2 separate regions of the Zea mays genome follow, and region 2 is linked to region 1. A link is a contact called in public Hi-C data. All regions are on one chromosome and are shown on one strand. Each heading gives the region's core, a stretch centred on a gene start, on an enhancer-like site or on the middle of the called end of the contact. The rest is flanking DNA. Distances are from core to core; before and after follow the strand shown.

What was found. Hi-C and Micro-C count contacts between places; a contact is called where the count stands out from the background.
Region 2: a contact with region 1 is called in a Hi-C map of ear, with 4 times the contacts expected there. The contact joins the promoter of LOC103638383 here to the promoter of LOC103638381 in region 1. A contact is called at or near these places in 5 of 25 Hi-C or Micro-C datasets (bundle sheath, ear, endosperm and 2 more).

Annotation. Positions count from the first base shown.
Region 1 is chr9:52,242,998-52,246,019 of Zm-B73-REFERENCE-NAM-5.0, reverse strand. LOC103638381 (formate dehydrogenase 1, mitochondrial) reads left to right here and starts at 1,409. Exons shown (of 6, transcript XM_008661313.3): 1 at 1,409-1,777; 2 at 2,167-2,338. The coding sequence starts at 1,463.
Region 2 is chr9:52,470,349-52,473,405 of Zm-B73-REFERENCE-NAM-5.0, reverse strand. It overlaps LOC103638383 (serine/threonine-protein kinase BLUS1), which reads right to left and starts at 1,625. Exons shown (of 22, transcript XM_035962542.1): 1 at 1,343-1,625; 2 at 561-1,092. The coding sequence starts at 731.

The DNA.
Region 1 (3,022 bases), core at 160-2,659:
GATGGAGAAAGATTTGGAATATCTTTAATACCTCGACCACAAATTTACTCAGCGGGAACCGAAGACCTGCCTTCAAGAAGCTTCGGTATATAACAACTTCGTTTTCCTCCAGGGCAGGGGCAGTACTGTCTCCTCCAACTCTGACAATAGACATGTCGCGAAAATATCTCCCCCTCATGGCATCAATATGACTTTGCTTGATAGTCGATTTTCCGAAGATAGTATGGCTTGGGCGCCACGGCCGATCCTCAGAGTCTTCATCCCCGCTTTCAATGTCATAACTATCACTGTCATCAGAATCTTCGGATAAACCCTCCATGATCTCCTTAGTAATTTTCTGTGTATTTGTTTTTGCCATGGACTCATAAAATCCAGCAATGAAAGGATCTGCAACTTTTTTCTCTTCATACAGCTTCGTCTCCTCGGTTGTTTCTTCTCTCCACTCATCTTCTTCTTTTCAAATTTGGAGCAAACGCGTCTTTAAGCCGAAGCTCAAAAAGCTTGAAAATCAAGCGAGAGCTAGTGAACAAGAGCTAAAAGTTTGAGAAAATAACACAAATGGCAGAAATGGCGTATCAATGCTGCCGGTGTGGGTTCCTATTTATATGCCTCGCGTTTTGCAACTTGGCGGGCCCTGTCTGTCATTGACTGTTGCTATTCTAGCAAAGGGAAGATGTTTTTTCGGTCCTTCGGCTTAAGGCCTTCGTTCATGTCGCAGTCTGAATTCGTTGTTATAACAAAATAATACTGCGAGGGGCTAATGTTGGGAGCCTTCGTCTTCCGAAGGTCCTCAAAAACACGATTAACAATGTTTCCCAAGTATAATATATGTACAGTAACCTTCGGACTCAGAGTGAAGCTGAACACAATATGAAAAGCATGGTCGGGACGAAGGTTGAATCAGTTCCGAAGCTACGCGCAGGGAAGCTTCGGCTCAGCAGCAGAAAATGGAACCGACCTAAAGAGAAAAAGATCGATCAGTCCATGATAGTTTGTGTCATGTTTATAGCTATTTGTTGAGGGTATGAATGTAATTTCGACCGGGCTGCGTCCCGTGCCTATAAATAAATGAACATTAACATGTACTGTTCACGCTGACTTGTGTTCATTTGTGCGTCATACTTGAACTTTTGCCTTCTGTCAAGTCGACACGTACACTTTTGTCTTACCATTTAGTACTAAAGTTTAGTCTAAATATACCCTAATTCTGCGGTACGTAAAGCAAGAGAAAGAAATGTCACACGGACGGCCTGCTTCATGCGGTGCCATTTGCCAACTACCGATCGCAGCGCCCATTCACGCTGCTTCGGTCCGTTTCCTTCTTCCCTGTGACGATGATCATCTGGAAAGCCATCGGCTAAGTTACGTGCACCGACAAAGACAAGTGGACCCAGGAAATATGGGACCCAGATGTCATTGAGCGGAGCATGTTCGGCTGGGTGTCTGCACGTCGGCTGCCGGGATGTGCACCAACTCTCCCTCACCCCAAACGTGGACCACGGTGACCTGGCCCCCACTCCCCCGTGACGATTGGCGGGGCTCACACGTCAGGGTCCCGTTGGGAGTCTTTTTATCGGTCGTGCCCGCAGTCGACTCGCCGCCCACTTCTGTAGCTGTAGACTGTAGTTCTGTTCCTCTTCCTCCCCACTCACTCCTGCGCTTCCTCGCCGCGCGGTTCCTTCTCCCTGATCCTCCTTTGGCTTCGCGGTTCATGGCGATGTGGAGGGCCGCCGCTAGGCAGCTGGTCGACCGGGCGCTCGGCTCAAGGGCCGCGCACGTAATCCAATCCTCCCTACCCTACCTTTCTCGTCGTCTTCGTTTTGATCCGATGGTTACCCTGTTTCTGCTTTAGCTGCGAATTTGTCGCGTGCTCGTTGATTCATCGCGGCTACTGCGCCGAGTTTATCGGCAAATTTCCGCTTGATATTCTTAGCTGCGGGGGCCGGACGGCGAATTTTCAGTCCTTACATTGTTGGCTATGCTGCTTTTCAGGATTTTCTTTCCCTTGTGTATGTTTTTTTCCTCTTTGGTGAAATTTAGTAGAGTTTAGTTCACACAAGATGTATTGCTTGTGCCTGAATTCCAGATGCGGAGCAATCCGATCTATCTATGACACAAACTTTGAAGATGCATTCTCATTAATTGAATTCTTCCTTTGTTCTGCAGACGTCTACAGGCAGCAAGAAGATAGTCGGGGTGTTCTACAAGGCCGGGGAGTATGCCGACAAGAACCCCAACTTCGTCGGCTGCGTCGAGGGTGCACTCGGCATCCGCGGCTGGCTCGAGTCGCAGGGCCATCAGTACATTGTCACCGATGACAAGGAAGGCCCCAACTGTGGTCAGTAGCCCAGGCAACCCCCCCCCCCCCCCCCCCCCCCCCCCCCAACACCCACACCCAAACAAAGATTTCAGTACTTCTCATTTAAGTTAGGGTGGTTCCAGTAATGACTTATGAGATAGCGTTAATCGTTTTATTTCATATTCTAATAGAAGAGAAGGAAAATATGTCTCTTGATCAAGAGCTAGTCTTATACACATTTCAAGATTACGAGAGGTTGTCATATGGACCTAATCGCATTATGAGCAGAGCTATTGCTAAAAGTTAACACCATTGGGAAGGTTGTCTTTGAGCTAGTAACTGGCTTTTATTGTTCAGGGTGGCCTAAGCATTTACTGAAACATAAAAGCTATCAAGCCTACCATCATGATTTTAGAACACTGAAATACTCTCTCTGTCCCAAAAAGAAAGACATTATAATCTATAAATTTAGTAAGTCACACCATAAGTTTTACTAAGTTTGTAGAAAAGAAGTAGTATTTGTGACATCATATAAATATACGGTGAAACTATATTACTGATACACTTTTTCTATAAATTTACTTAAAACTACAACAGTTTATTTTTTGAATAAACCTGTAAGATCTTTTTTTTGTACGTTGGGAGTATTTCTAAACTCACATAGACCGTTGCTGGTAATTTATGGCATGTTTGTTTGGGATTATAATCTGTCTAGATTATATA
Region 2 (3,057 bases), core at 376-2,875, 230 kb before region 1:
GCATGTAGTGAAATGCATGGACAAGCTCTAACACTCCATTATTATGAAAATGTTCTTTTAGCTTCCTAACACTACATTATAACAATCAATTCTTCCACCCATGAGATATCTACTATTATTGCTCCCTTCAATTAATAACACTCAATCCATCACACATATTCATGCAAACTCCAATTTGCATAAGCTGGGATTTTATGCAAACACCAGCTTAAGAACCTTAACGAACGTCGCTTTGATAACAAAACCAAGTTTCTTATACAAAGCTTATAGTCTATTTGAAAACCGTAATATGTGTCTTCTAACCTACTGCAAATTTTAGAATCTCTGTACAAACAACGAACATTGACACGTGTTATCTAAGCCTATCCATATGATAAAACAAATCATCAATACTCAGTAAGAACGAAAAAGAGACTTACGGTGGCAAAATTGCCCTTTTGGTTAGTCTACTTCTCAATCTATGGTAGAGAAACAAGAATTTACATCTTTTTCTCCAAAAAAATGTTGCATTGAAATGTGAATAACTGAATCAATGAAATTTGCCATAGAACACAACTTACCAGGTCATTGTTACATTTCTCAAGGTCAAGCACTTTGATGGCAACCAAGATGTCAAGTGGGACACAAAGAGCTCGGTATACTGTGGCACTAACACCATCTCCAATTTCCTCATATAACTTATACTCATTGGGATCAGTTGGAAACCTTCTACTACTCAGCACATGCTCCATGTTCCAAATTTAGAGAGCAGGATCAGTTGGAAACCTTCTACTAATCAGCACATGCTCCATGTTCCAAGTTCCAAATTTAAAGAGCACTACAGGTAACATCAGCGCTCTTAAAATTTCCATAACATAGAAACACGACAATAAATGGCAAGATCACCATATAGGTCTGCCTGAGAATAGCATCCAGCATTATCAAGTTTGATAGGTAAATGCTTGGACTCATGTAGGAGCATTTATTTCATTGGGTTAATTTTCATGCATCCTTGGCTTCAGTGGCTTATATTGACAAACTCAAGAATGAAGTAGGCACCGGAAAGCTACCCAATCTTGCTTCACCCAGAGTGATGTGGCAGAATATTATAAGCTGCAAAGCAGGGAATATGAAAGCATCAGGGTTCCAAAAAGCGGCACTAAGCGCACGCTTCAATGCGCTGAAGCGCTAAGAGGACGGTAACGCTTCGCTTTGGGGCATAAGCGATCCCAAAGCAGCGCGACCGCCTTGGTGGAGCAGCGGCTGCTGGCTCCCGCTGCCTCAGGCTGCGCGCGGCACAGCCGCCGGGGCCGGGCGCCGTTGAGGATCCACCGGAGGCGGGAGGACAGAGAGAGGCACGCACGCAGGGTCACCGGCCAGTGTGCGGAAGACCGGAGGTGAGAGCGCGAGGCGACTGGCGAGATGCGGGAGGGGAAGCTGCTGACGCAGTAGATGAGAGCCCGAGCCTGAGCGCCGCCGGCGTCGCCTGCGTGCCGACCGCGGGTAAGGGAGGGAGCGGAAGATGGAGCGTCGAAGCTGCGAGGAAGATGGAGATGGGAAGAAATGGCGGCGACTGTTCCTTCGCTGGAGCATTGAAAAGGTTAGGGTAAAGAAACGTGTGGGTCTCGTGGAACTTGGTTTGTGCTGAATTATGGGCAACCAAATAAAAGTATATACTATCTTTTTTTTCTTTCTAACATTTTTTTGACAGATCATCATATATATATAATTCAATATATGTTAGATGCCTTAAGTTATGCGTTAGCGGTATATTGCATTTTAGGAACTTTCATTAGTACGTTTAAAATTTAATTATATAGTTAAGTAGCTTGTAAAATAATGACTAGTACAATGTATGTTGGTTGTGACACTATACAAAATATAGTGCAACGGTTGTACGATACGCGACACGAGGGTCCAGACAAATACGATAGATCCTCCTAACAAAAAATAAATTAAAAATTAAAAAGCACCCTCCCTATAAAAAAAATTAAAATTAAAGTAGTCTCTCTCTAACAAAAAAAATCAAACTGTGTCGGGGACCATAATTAGGGGTACACTCAAGACTCCTAAATCTCAGCTAGTAACCCCATCAGCACAAAGCTGCAAAGGCCTGATGGGTGCGACTAAGTCAAAGATCGGTCCATTCGAGGGACTCGATCACGCCTCGTCCGAGCCCAGCCTCGGGCAAGGGCAGCCGACCCCGGAGGATCTACTTCTCGCCCGAGGCCCCCCTCCAGCAACGGACACACCTTCGGCTCGCTCAAGGCCTAGTCTTTACCAAGAAGCAACCTTGGCCAAATCGCCACGCCAACCGACCAAATCACCGGTCTGACAAGAGGACAGCGCCGCCTGCGCCGCTCCGACTGCTGTGCCACTCGACAGAGTGAGGCTGACAGCAGTCAGGCCCGGCCTCAGGCGCCATAGGAAACTCCGCTTCGCCCGACCCCAGGGCTCGGACTCGGGCTCAGCCCCAGAAGACGACGAACTCCGATTCGCCCGACCCTAGGGCTCGGACTCGGGCTCAGCCCCGGAAGACGACGAACTCCGCTTCGCCCGACCCTAGGGCTCGGACTCGGGCTCGGCCCCGGAAGATGACGAACTCCGCTTCGCCCGACCCCAGGGCTCGGACTCAGCCCTGGCCTCAGCCGACGGTCTCTGCCTCGCTCGACCCAGGGGCTCGGACTCGACCTCGGCCTCGGAAGACAGACTCGACCTCGACCTCGGAGGAGCCTCCACATCGCCCAACCTAGGGCACAACAGACCGACCACGTCAACAGGAGGCGCCATCATTACCCTACCCCAAGCTGACTCAGGCTACGGGGAACAAGACCGGTGTCTCATCTGGCTCGCTTTGCCAGACAAGTAATGATGGCGCCCCGCACGCTCTATGACGACGGCGGCTCTCAGCCCCCTTACGGAAGCAAGAGGACGTCAGCAAGGACTCGACAGCCCCGACAGCTGTCCTTCTGCCAGGCTCCAGCGCTCCTCCGACGGCCACGACACCACACGAACCGGGTGCCAAAACCTCTCTGGCTGCCACGATAGCATGTACTTAGGGCGCTAGCTCTCCTCCGC